Regions from separate parts of the Sus scrofa genome. Here region 1 is linked to region 2. Evidence: chromatin contacts called from public promoter capture Hi-C data. All regions are on one chromosome and are shown on one strand. Each heading gives the region's core, a stretch centred on a gene start, on an enhancer-like site or on the middle of the called end of the contact. The rest is flanking DNA. Distances are from core to core; before and after follow the strand shown. Region 1 holds the start of GPRASP1 (G-protein coupled receptor-associated sorting protein 1). Region 2 holds the start of ZMAT1 (zinc finger matrin-type protein 1).

Region 1 (6,069 bases), core at 1,306-3,805, 210 kb before region 2:
CACTCAAGCCCCCTTTCCAACTATAGGCCCTGCCAATGATATGAACAACGTGCAGAGGAAGCTCACTCAGGGAAGGAAAGGATGGCTGTGTGCCTGAGCGCAGCCCTGTGGAGGGTGGTGGTCTTCAGCCACTCCAAGGCCACCAGATCTGCCACTGAAGTTGGACCTAGGGGTGGAGGAAGGAAATGGGGCTTTGAGTCTTTTCCATTTTTTTTTCTCATGTTGATAGCACAGAGAGACAGGGAAACATGGAAATTCAGTGCTAAGTGGAAAAGGTAGATAATTAGCAAACTCTCTCCCCCTTCATTTTATGCTCCCTACTATTGCAGGTACAATTGATCTTTTTTCCAGACACAAAATAGGAGTATGGAGAGTGGAAAAGCTGGATGGGAGTGAGAGAGACTTTAGAATCCCTCTTCTGGTTCTTTACCACTACTGTACCCAAGCAGATCTCCACTACCTCATCCTACAGGTCTACTGAGGAAGTCTCACACTCACACTAACCCGCACTAATCTGGAGTAATACTTCCTTCCTTTCCTTGCTTTCAGTGATGACACGTCCTAGAGCAGACCTAAAGGCAGATCTATGGACAAATAAACAGAAAGATATGGAAACTGATCTCTTGGTAGACTGACCTTGATCCCCCGTCCCTATGTTTGTATTTGTCTAGCGTTTCCCTCCTTCGAGTCCCTTCCCACATTGCCTTGCTTCATGATTGCTCCTCTTCCCTGTTTCAGGCCGTTTCCCTCTTCATTGACTGCACTGGCTCTTGCCTATTTCAGAACTGGGCTAGGATGAAGCACAAAAATAGGAAAACCAAGTGGAAGTAATAAAGCAGATATTACCTTTCTATATGCCCAAGACTTAAGAAGACTCCCAACTAAATCAGCAAAGGACCAAACGGGTTAGTAAACTGCCAAAACAGAAGACATAGCGTTCTCTAGTATCCATCACTCTCCCCTCACAACAATCTAAAGAGATACAAGACATATTTCTCTTCTTCATTATTTCAAGTCAGGTTAACCATTTATAAACCTTCATAACAATTGAGAGTTCCAAACACCCAAGGATAGATCTACACACAGAGATGCACAAATGTAGAGATAAAAAGAGACACAGGAGACAATGGGAGTCCTTGGTAGAGAGCAGCACCTAGGACACTGATTCTTTCTGGATAGAGGTACCGGACTGCCAAAAATTTCTATCTCCTTTTCTTCCTCCCCTCTGCCAAATCTCCAAGCTCCTCTGCTCCATTCTCAAAGTCTGACAATTCCCCTGCAGAGACAACTGAGACATTCCTCCAAGATAGTGGTGTTAGTAAGGGTAGAATGCTCAGAAAAACCATGGAAGCTGGCTGAGAAATCAATGAAAAGTATTATTTCTAAATTTCATCTAAGTTCTTGTGTTTCTTTCTCCTCCCCAAAGCCTACCATTGAAAATACGGTGCGACTAAGGGAGGCCTGTTTGGAAAGCTGGCAGAAAGAAGATCTGGAGCTTCCCCAAGACCCCTATCTGCTCTAGTCTTAACCATCCAAGCACTGCCCACTCTACAGAAATTAGGCCAAATTCCTTTTTCCTTTCCCCTTTCTTTTGAAGTTCGCTGACCCCTACAGATCTTTACAGAAACGTAGAGTACCGCAAATGTAGCAAGAAACCTACAGATATAAACGCATGATACACACTCAAAGGACCAAATGAGAAGACAGCAGGAGAGACTTGGTTATTAACGGTTAGCCTAGTAGCCAGGACAAGAGGCTCTTTTCTAATCCAGGGCCTTGATTATCAAACACAACCTCTTTATACACTTTTCCCTCTCAGGGGTCCCCAGACAACTGCTCTTGCCCACAGCAGCAGCCCCCTCCTCCTCCTAATATAATCCGCCATTTCTCCACTAGAAGCCGCTAACTACACTCTTTTCCTTCCCCAAACATGGTCGGAGGTGGGGCGACTGTCTGGAGATCAAGCTAGCATGAGGTAGATTTTAACTGATCGTTGGATGCCATTCAAATGACCCTCGTCCCTCTCTCCCTCTCACCGCCCGCACCCCATGACCAGGTCACATCTCCCACATTCACCTCTAACACCCACAGCCACACTCCCAAGCGATGCCTGCCTTCTCACTGACCTGCTCTGCTTGGATCAGAAGCAGTTTTCTCATTCCCTTGCCTCGAGAGATGCCGAGCCCTAAGAAAGAAGGTCAGACAGTCAGACGGACGCAAGAACACGAGACAATGGCGGCGACTATGTTTGGGGATGGGCCCTGCACCTGGGATTCAGGACGAGATACCTGCTTTATCAGATGAAGGGCCGTAACTGCAAAGAACTGTCACGTTTGGGTATTTCCTTCTTCTTCCCGTCCCCAGGACGCCTCAGCGACCCGCTCCTAGTGACTCTTTAACAGCTACCTTTCCCTCCGCAGACTTTGTCTCGCCACGTCCACTGAACCAAAACCGACAGCGGGCGCCGCGGAGGAGGAGTTTCAGGGGATCCGGCCTCACGGAAGCGGAGTGATACCGCGCTTTGCTTAGTGCCGCTCCTTCCTCTGCCGGCGAGCTCCGCCCCTCCCACCCGGGCTGTTCGGTGTGCTGGGTGGGCGGGGGCGGGGTCTGCATTTAGGAAAAACAGGGCTGGACGAGGAGACACAGACTAAAACCAAAGGGTCTCATGTTAAGTTTACCTCTCTCTGGAGTTCCCCGCTCCGCCCCAGGATACAATCTTTCCCTCTGAACTGAAATGTTGCCGGTTTCGGGAGTTGACGTCAGTGAATCAGCTCTGGCCTAATAAGGCGGACGGATACCAAAATGTAGTTTTTACACATTTCTCCCCTCCTGAGCCCTAGATCTGCAGGGGTGGGTGAGTGGGTTGCGGTAGGGGTCGGGGTAAGAAGGTTGGGGAAAAGGTTTGAGACAGAGAGGCTGAAAAGTGAAAGGAAGATAAATTCTCATCCTCTCTAAAATCTGTGTGTCCCCTCTGTGAGAGAGTCCCCTCCAAGCCGCCCCTCCCAGCACTCATTTTTTGGAAGGAATGGGCAGGACCTGAGCGGGGCGTCTGGAAAGCTGCTCAAGTTGGACTTGTTGATCAATACCAAATGCTTTAGTCTTCTCTTGTTCTTCTTTAAGTCTCTCGCCCTTACTCTCTCTTGCACAAAAATGGTCTAAGTTAAGGTGAGAAAGCAGAGATGCATGGAGTGAAGCTTATTAATATCACACTACTCTGGTGTGTACATACGCTATTTTTATGCTTCCGCCTCTCCTGATGCCCGCGATATTTTATGCACCTAGATACTTTGGAAAACAACTCTGTACTCATGGAAGAGGATTAATACTCAAGTATATTTGTACTCCTGAACCACTTCCCTCCTCCAGCTCCCACCCCTCCCCTTCATCCCACTGTATGGTTTCCTTATTTGTCACCTGAAAAGGAAGATGAAGTGGAAGAGAGTTAAGAAAGCAGAACTAAAGTGAGAACAGATTAAATGCCAAACCATCTGGTTATGGGCCCTTTTTAGGCCTGACCCACCATATTTCCTGCATAACGTGTCTGGTGAGGTAGAGGAAACATCAGGAAAGCAGGCTGGGAGGGGAGAGGCTATTTGAGGCCAGATGGTGCCAGGGTTCTGGGGCAGCCCTCCCCAATTCTGCTTCCCACCTTCAGGGGCCAAAGTCTGGAGGAAGGTGGGAGGGGGCGCCCAGGGAGGCCCATCCACTGCCCATCTTCTGAAGGAAGGCAGCCCTAGCTCTCTGGCCTGAGGACACAACCACTTGTCTGCACCAGTGGCCTCATTCTTTCTGCCACATTGTTGTTTTCTCATTACCACTGGTAACGCACTTTGCCATTTTTCTGTCCTCCCAGTTGCTCTAAGAGGACCTTTCCCTGTCAGGACCGACCCCCACCTGCTCAGACAATTCTCCCTCTCTGTCACCTCAGAGTCAGGTGTTAGATCCAGGTAGGGTCACACTCCTGGCTCCTCTTCTATTGTCCTAGAGAAAAGGGACACTACCTATGCACTCTCAAGGCAGATCCTAGCTGCTTTCCTGACTCCTATTTTCACTACTACATCCAGCCTAATGAATGTATATACTCATTCTTCCTGAATATAGAAAAAATTTTGATTTTCCTTTGAAGGTTGAAAGAAGTGAGAGGGCATTGAGTCATCAAGGGTACCTTCTATTGTTTGCAGATCAATGCTTGTCTCTAAGTTTCTCTGTCTTTGATGTTTGTAACCTCAAGGCTTAGCCTAGAGGGCTAAGCCACACTGAAGATGCCACACTGAAGATGCTCTCTCTATAATTTTTCAGTGGAGGAAGCTGAAAATATATTTTGGAAAGAAACTTGGAGTATCTCAATATCACATATTGCAATGAACATTTGGGGGGACACATGTAATTTGGACTTAATAGAAGTTTGTTTTTCCTTTTCTGTCTTTTTTTCATGCTTGAACCTATGCCTTACTAAGCTCTTTACTATATGGCAGCGCCTGTAAATTCATAAAGAAAAGACCAATGACCAACAACCCAGTAGAAAAAGTAGACAAATATATGAACAAATTGTTCCTAAAGACAAATCAACATTTCTTAAATATATGAGAAAATGTTTCATCTCACTGATGACAGAAGTGCAAATTATCATTACAATGATACATTGTTTCTCATCAATCTGGCAAAAAACAAAAAGTATGAAAACAAATTGTATTGGAGAAGAGATGGGAAAACTGGCATTCTTTTTAAAAATTTGTTTCATTGATGTGTAGTTGATTTAAAATGTCATGTTAATTCTACTGTAGAACAAAGTGATTCAGTTATGCATATATATAAATTCTTTTTCATATTCTTTTCCATATAGTTTATCACAGATATTGAATATAGTTCCCTGAGCTATAGAGTAGGACCTTGTTTATCCATTCTATATACATTAGTTTGCATTTGCTAATCCTATACTATCAATCCATCCCTACTCCATGCTCCTTCCCCTTGGCAACCATAAGTCTGTTTCCTACGTTGTGAGTCTGTTTCTGTTTTGTATATAGGTTTATTTGTGCCATATTTTAGATTCCACGAGTGATATCATATGGTATTTGTATTTCTCTTCTGACTTACTTAGTATGATAATCTATGGTTGCATCCATGTTGCTGCAAATGGCATTATTTCATTCTTTTTTATAGCTGAGTAGTATTCTACATATGTACCACATTTTCTCAATCTATTCATCTGTTGATGGGCATTTAGATTGTTTCCATGTCTTGGCTATTGTGAATAGTGCTGCTATGAACATAGGGATGCATGTATCTTTTTGAATTATAGATTTTTTGGATATAAGCCAAGGAGCGGGATTGCTAGATCATATGATAGTTCTATTTTTAGTTTTTTGAGGAACCTCCATATTGTTTTCCACAGTGGTTGTAACAATTTACATTCCTACCAACAGTGTAAGAAGGTTCCCTTTTCTCCACACCCCTCCAGCATTTGTTGTTCGTAGACTTTTTGATGATGGCCATTCTGGCTGGTGTAAAGTGGTACCTCATAGTAGTTTTGATTTTCATCTCTCTAATAGTGGTGTTAAGCATCTTTTCATGTGTTTTTTGACCATCTGTATGTCGTCTTTGAAGAAATGTCTATTTATAACTCCTGCCCATTTTGTGATTGGGTTGTTTGATATTGAGCTACATGAATTACTTATATATTTTGGAGATTAATCCCTTGTCAGTTGCTTAATTTGCAAATACTTTCTTCCATTCTCTGGGTTTTATTTTCGTTTTGTTTATGGTTTATTTTATTTTGCTGTGCAAAAACTTTTAAGTTTAATTAGGTCCAATTTGTTTATTTTTGCTTTTATATCTATTGCCTTGGGGGACTGACCTAAGAAAACATCGGTACGATTTATGTCCAAGAATGTTTTGCCTATATTCTCTTTTATGAGTTTTATGTTGTCATGTCTTATGTTTAAGTCTTTAAGCCATTATGAGTTTGTTTTTGTATGTGGTGTGAGGGTGTGTTCTAACTTTATTGATTTGCATGCAGGTGTCCAAATTTCCCAGTACCACTTGCTGAAGAGATTGTCCTTTCTCAAA
Region 2 (6,836 bases), core at 3,384-5,883:
TTTAAGACAACTCTATATAAATGGTGAAGGGTAAATGGGTTTAGAGGGAGTGAAATTTTCTACACTTAGAACCAGTAAAATGTCAACGACAGTAATGATGTATCTATAGCACACATTGTGGATTTGACCCCAATCACAATGGCTACAGCCCATGAATATTTAGAGTGAAAGAATTTGAGGTAAGAACCTCGCAGATACTATCAAGTTTCAGAAACAGAAACACACTGCTGTACACTCAAACATATAGAGCCATTGTCAAAAACTATAAGGGGCTTCTTTCTCTATAAAATGGTATTCTTTGCACATATTTCCAAAACAATAAAATCAGTAAATTATTTCTTAAGCTCTTTCAATATAATTTCTGTTTTAAAATTTTTATTTTAGTACTATGTCCTGTTTATCATATTTCAAGCAATATTATATTCTAAACATTAAATTTATGTTTATTTACATATCATGTATTAATTTACATACTTACATATAAAAATAGATATATTCATAAAATGAAATCACCCAAATCTCACTCTTGCCTAATTCGCACACTCTGAAACACAGGTGTTCACTATCAATGGGTTGTTGCATGCTCACCAGATACATTTCTTTATAGGTGAATTATTATCATATAGTCACAGGTACACAAAATACACATACCTCTTCTTCAGTATTAGTATTACATTATCCCTTTTGTTCTACAACAGGCCTTTTTTCATCTAAAAGCGTGTATCTCCAGTTTTCATTGTTTTTCATTAAATAAATGGTTTAAAATGTTCATTGAACATGTAATTGCTCTTTATAAATATTACGAGATTATATATGTATTAGTTATCTATTGGTACATAACAACATACTCCAAAATTAAAGCAGCTTAAAGTAACAAACAAGTATTATTTTACCACTTTGGGGGGTTAGGAATCTGGATGTGGCTTAGCTGGATGCTTCTAGCCCAGAGTCTCCCACAAGAATGCAATTAAAGTATAATCTACAGCTTCTGTCATCTTAAGGATCAATTGGATGAGAACCCACTTCTAAGCTCTCATTTACATTTTTTGGCAGGCCTCAGGGCCTCACTGGTTGCTGGCCAGAGACACTGGTTCCTTGACATGTGGGCAACACACAGCATAGTGACTGGCTTTCCTTAGAGTGAGCATAAAAGAGTACCTCAAATGAAGCCATAGCCTATTGTAACTAATCTCAGAAGTGGCATCCCATCACTTCACAAGTATTCTATTCAGTAGATGCAGCTAATCCCAGCCAGCATTCAGGGATAAGTGATTACAAAAGGGCATGAATAGAGTTATTCCCTTTTCCTGGGTCTCTCCCATGTATACATGTTATTAAGCTTTCATTTTCTCCTGTTTAAAAAAAAGGCATGAATACAGAGATGTGGATCACTGAGTGTCTTCTTGAAGGCTGCCTACCACATCATTTGCCCATCTGTTATATATCACAAGAATTAGCCCCATATAATTTGAAAATATTTACTGTAGCTTCTTCAGACATGCTTTGCTGATTTTGTGCCACAAAGATGTTTTTAATTACAATACTATTTTAATTTAAAAATAATACAATTCACTATAAAAAAAACATAATCAGTATATTGGAGAGCATCAATTTCCCAGATACATTGAGAAAAGCTCTAGAGTAATTCCAGCTTTAACTACCGAGCAAGGATTTGCAAAGAAGTTTCCCTTTTACTTAACCATCTCCTAACTTAGTATGGTCTGATCTGAATTATGGACTTAATAACATGTAACTTTAATAAATGTTAAAATTAAAGGAGACACAATTTAGAGTTCCATTTGTTTACATTAGCTTTAAAAACATTAATATCCTACTCTCCAGACCATCTTTTCCAGAGGAAACACCTATTCTTCTGACTGAGCCTCTGTCTGCCACCTTAAAAACCAGTCAATTCATATGGTCCCCCTACCCAGGTCTCTTGACCCCATGGACAAGATTTCACTTTCTCCATCATCATCATCATCATCACCATCACCACCACCACCACCACCACCACCACCACCACCACCAAGATTGGCTGCTGAGGAATGAGCATCTATGAGGAAGTGTAAAATGACCAGTCCATAACCCTGGTGGCCCATCATGCACATATTGGGTCACTGAGTATATACAATGTTTCTCAACCTTCTTTCATTATCGTCTACTTTATGGAGACTTTTATACACTTTTTTCTCCCGAATCATTGCCCCATCCATTGAATGTGATATTAATACCAGGGGTGTGGTGTATATCTGTTTGTGCACCTTGATCTTTCAGAGGACAAAAAAACAAAGTGCTACCTAAAATCTCTTCACCCTTAAAAATCAATTTTCAGTTCCTCGGGGGAGATGTTGCCTCTGTTAAGAAGGTATGGCTGGAGTTCCCTTCGTGACGCAGCGAAAATGAATCCAACTAGGAACCATGAGACTCGGATCCCACGTTGCTGTGGCTGTGGCATAGGCCGGCAGCAGTAGCTCCAATTAGACCCCTAGCCTGGGAACCTCCATATGCTGCATGTGCAGCCCTAAAAAGGCAAAAAAAAAAAAAAAAAAAAAAAGAGTGTATGGCATATTATGGAATGGATGGTGTGTATAGGGAACTCTACTCTGTATTCTGTAATAACCTATATGGGAAAAGAATCTGAAAAAAGTTGATATATATATATATGTGTGTATGTATAACTGAATCACTTTGTTGTACAGCAGAAATTGTTACAACATTGTAAACAACTATAATTCGATAAAACTTAAAAAATAATCCATGGCGGAGTTCCTGTCGTGGAGCAGTGGTTAACGGATCCGACTAGGAACCATGAGGTTGCGGGTTTGGTCCCTGCCCTTGCTCAGTGGGTTAACGATCCAGCGTTGCCGTGAGCTGTGGTGTAGGTTGCAGACGCGGCTCGGATCCCGAGTTGCTGTGGCTCTGGCGTAGGCCGGAGGCTACAGCTCCGATTGGACCCCTAGCCTGGGAACCTCCATATGCCGCGGGAGCGGCTCTAGAAATGGCAAAAAGACAAAAAAATAAAATAAATAAATAAATAATAATAATAATCCATGGTATATTGTGATAAGGGCAAAAGCTGAGCCCCACTTTTTTGATCTGTCTATATTTATAGTGAATAGACTTTTAGTGAACATTTCTCAAATAAGCATTTTGGAAAAATTACTGATCCTGGTTCTCTGAAATTATTGTTTAAAAAACACTATTAGATAACAAATGGCATGGCTTTACTAACAACACAAACATATTTTAAACTTTGAGACTTTTGTAAAAGTTGCACTGGAATTAAATTGGTTTTCCAAATGCATTCTTTTTGTTCACATGGTAGTTCGTTTCACTGACACCTATGTATAACTATTCAGAAATATAACAGCTATCAATGAAATCTCAAGAAGGACCGCACTCATCCCTGCAAAAGAAAGTTAGTGACCTTAAGGGCAGCAAAAGTAAAAAGTCGGGAGCGGATGTGAATCCATAGAGAGCCAAACGCTAAGTTCTCCGTTCCTGTCCAAAACTGAAAGTTGCTTGAACACTAAGTTGTGAACCTCATTTTGCCCCTAACTTCATGGGTGATTCTGGAATACTTGTTTTACCTCTGTTAGCCTGTACATGGTCATCTGTAAAGGAGACCTATGATGTCTTTCTTACAGAACTGTTGTGAGGTACAAATGGGAAATCCTGTATAGAGTGTACAGCATGTAGTAGGACTTGAACAAATGTAAATCTTGGCTCATCTTTCTCCTCTCACCCAGAGAAAAAAATGACTTTGATCTAAACCAAAGTTTAACTGCCATAGAGACCACCTGAAAATGTAACAGCAAGAAGTAAAATGTGTAGAATGGGAGTTCCCATCATGGTGCAGCAGAAACGAATCTGACTAGGAACCATGAGGTTGCAGGTTCGATCCCTGGCCTTGCTTAGTGGGTTAAGGATCTGGCATTGTTGTGAGCTGTGGTATAGGTCGCAGACGTGGCTCGGATTTGGCACTGCTGTGGCTCTGGCCTAGGCCAGCAGTTGTAGCTCCGATTAGACCCCTAGCCTGGGAGCCTCCATATGCCACAGGTGTGGCCCTAAAAAGACAAAAAAAAATGTGTAGAATGAAGTTTGGGAACCATTTCTGTCAGGCAGGATGAATTTTCTGAAGTATTTGTGGCAAGAGAAGATCATCAACCATTTTTTGATATTTCTACATCATTCAGTCACATAATTATAGTGTCTTAGTATTCTGCCACAGATAAACTAACTGCTTAGCATGGCTTGTGATTTTACAGGTTCATCCTGTGAGGACTAGCTCATCTCCAAGAATCCTAGGATACTTCCTTGGGTCTCTGCACATTGAAAATACTACTCTACTGTCTCTTTAGAACAAACAAAATTCCTTACAGCAGGGACACGGTCTGTTCCACCAAACCAGGCAGAATTCCGCCAATTGCCTGGACGCCAGTCTAGGTCTTCTAATTAGAATGCTTTCTCATGTTGCCGCCTGAAGAGCGAAGGCGTTTTGCTTTCAAGCGAAAAGCCAGGTGGGTGGAGTGTGTAGTAGCATTTCCGGTGTGTGGGGGGGGGACTGGCCAGCGCATCGCGGTTGCCATAGAAACATGACGTCAATATGGCGACCGACCGTGACGACTTTTCTATAGAGACAGACGTGGCCTGACAAGAAAAATCAGGTCCCGCCTTCAGGTGTTCAGGACTCAGTTGAGGGTGTGGGTCCCCGCGGTGGGGGCTGAATAGCCCTGGGGTGTGGGGAGACAAAGGGATCCAAGTCGTGCCTTTCCAGCTTTGGGAATCGGTGCCTGGGCTGTCTGGTGAGGCAGAGAGATGGGCCCTTGGGGTGTTTCCCCCCCTCCCCCGCCCCGGCCCCAGTGAGTGTGGTGTCCTGCTCCCGGGGTGTCCTGAACTATTTTCCTTTTAAAAATAGGGTCTAGGGAGGATAAGGCAAAGTCTTGGGTAGTGAGAGAGAGGGAGAGAGCATATGCGTATATGTGTGTGCCTGTGTCCTGTTCAGTTCCTGGCACATATTAGGCACCAAATTGGGTTACTGTTTTTTTTCTCAGCTTTCCTTGGCCAGCTTGGTTACCACGGTGGCTCGGTGACTGCTGTGGGATTTAGTGCAGACAGATCATACTTTTTTGAAAAAATTCTTGGCTGAGTCATTTGTTACTATGATAGTTGTCAAGTGTTACTTTTCTAATTCATAACTTCCAGTTTTATTAGTTGGCATTTGACTGTAGGGTAGAGCTTTCCTCTCTCCTTTATTTATATATTTATCCATGTGTTTATTTACGTCAGTATGACTCACAGATTCCTACTTTGCTCAAAGTGTTACCTTTTTTACATCTGTTACTATTATTTGTATTTTGATGCTCAAATTGTCACAGAATTGGCCAGTGTTAGTCCCTTCAAGTTGGCTTCTAGGTCCATTGACACCTCCCTAGAATTTTTTGATCAGGTACTTTGTTCTCAGAGCCCAACAGTCTCCCAGTCTGTAGAAAGGAAGTAATGATACCCACCCCAGAGAATTGCTTTGAGGATTTGAAGAGAAAAAGTCCAAAAAATTACAACCTATCCTGTGTGGCATCTAGCGGGGCCTCAAAATGTTAGTTTTCTGTTCCAACTTTACCTCCTTCACTCTGTCAATGTGATGCCTCAGACATTAACATAATAGCATGACCTTCAGGGTGACTACTGAGGAGTGTAACACAAGCAGGGATAAGCACATGTCCATGACACATGAGCTTCAGTATCACAGCTGTGTGTGGAGGGGGAAGAGGCAAAGCGTCACTGCACAGTGTCCAGTGAACTGAGAGGGGACAGACAGAGCCTCCTCGCCCCTTCCCCTGTATGTCATGTGCTTTCCCTTCTTCTTACGTTCCTCTCTATTCCATGTGCTGTCTTATCCCCTTCCCTTCTACTGAAGGATCAGAGAAGGGTGTGGACTCTGAGCCCCAGGGGAAAGAGCCAATAGAAAAGAACCAAGTATGATGTTGAGTCTACTAGACAGGTTCCTAGAGCAGGAGTGAGGAAATTGGGCCCCATCATTGGGACACTTTAGGTAAGTCCCCACCCTTCCCGCCATTGTCTTCTATACAACAGGGTAACAGTACTCAGTGCTCCAGACCACCCAGGAATATTGTGGAGTTTTTGTGGTCCTGTGTGGAAAAACAATTTGTGCTCCTAGGTGAGAAGGGAGGGCCAGTGCACTGGAGGTAGGACAGAATGGACCTGTAATGCCTGTGTGTTTGCAGGAGGTTAATATGAGGATAAGGCAAGATCCAGGATGAGCCCTCGGCTTTTTGTTCAGCTACATACAGAAATGGTGGTGTGTTTCCCTAAGATCAGTTGTTCTAACTGCCTTGAGACGTCTTCATGATAATTAGTTAGGTATCCAACAGTGGTTATAGTGAAAGTTAGTGATGTACAAAATCTATCCTTCAGTGAATAGGATTCAGTTGTTAGATCATTAAGTAAAGACACATACAAACTCAAACTATCATAATGATAAAAATCTCAACTTGTATTTCTTTTAAAAAAAACCTAGATTTATTGAGTTGTTACTGTATGTCTAGCACTGTTCTAAGATTTTTCATGTGTTAATTAATTCTCAAAGCAACAACCCATGAGGTACAGATGATTGTTTTTTTGACCATTTTACAGAAAAGTCAGTGAGAGACTTTTACTCTCCCAAGATCACAGAGTACAGTATAACAGCATCTCTGCACTTGAATTTTTATTTTTTATTTTTTTCCAAAGACATTTCAAACATCTTTTCTATGAAACCTTTTTCTTTTTTTTTTTTTTTTTTTTTTTTGTCTTTTTGCTATTTCTTTGGGCCG

Evidence for each region. Promoter capture Hi-C pulls out the DNA fragments that hold promoters and counts their contacts.
Region 1: a promoter capture Hi-C map of liver shows a contact between it and region 2, with 4 times the contacts expected there. The contact joins the promoter of GPRASP1 here to the promoter of ZMAT1 in region 2. A contact is called at or near these places in 2 of 5 promoter capture datasets (liver and skeletal muscle) and 1 of 2 datasets of contacts at active chromatin or transcription factors (skeletal muscle).

Annotation. Positions count from the first base shown.
Region 1 is chrX:83,761,696-83,767,764 of Sscrofa11.1, reverse strand. GPRASP1 (G-protein coupled receptor-associated sorting protein 1) reads right to left here and starts at 2,555. Exons shown (of 11, transcript XM_021079932.1): 1 at 2,407-2,555; 2 at 2,127-2,185; 3 at 637-790; 4 at 67-166. ARMCX5 (armadillo repeat-containing X-linked protein 5) reads right to left here. Exons shown (of 5, transcript XM_021079854.1): 3 at 2,407-2,628.
Region 2 is chrX:83,557,044-83,563,879 of Sscrofa11.1, reverse strand. It overlaps ZMAT1 (zinc finger matrin-type protein 1), which reads left to right and starts at 4,633. Exons shown (of 10, transcript XM_021079802.1): 1 at 4,633-4,808.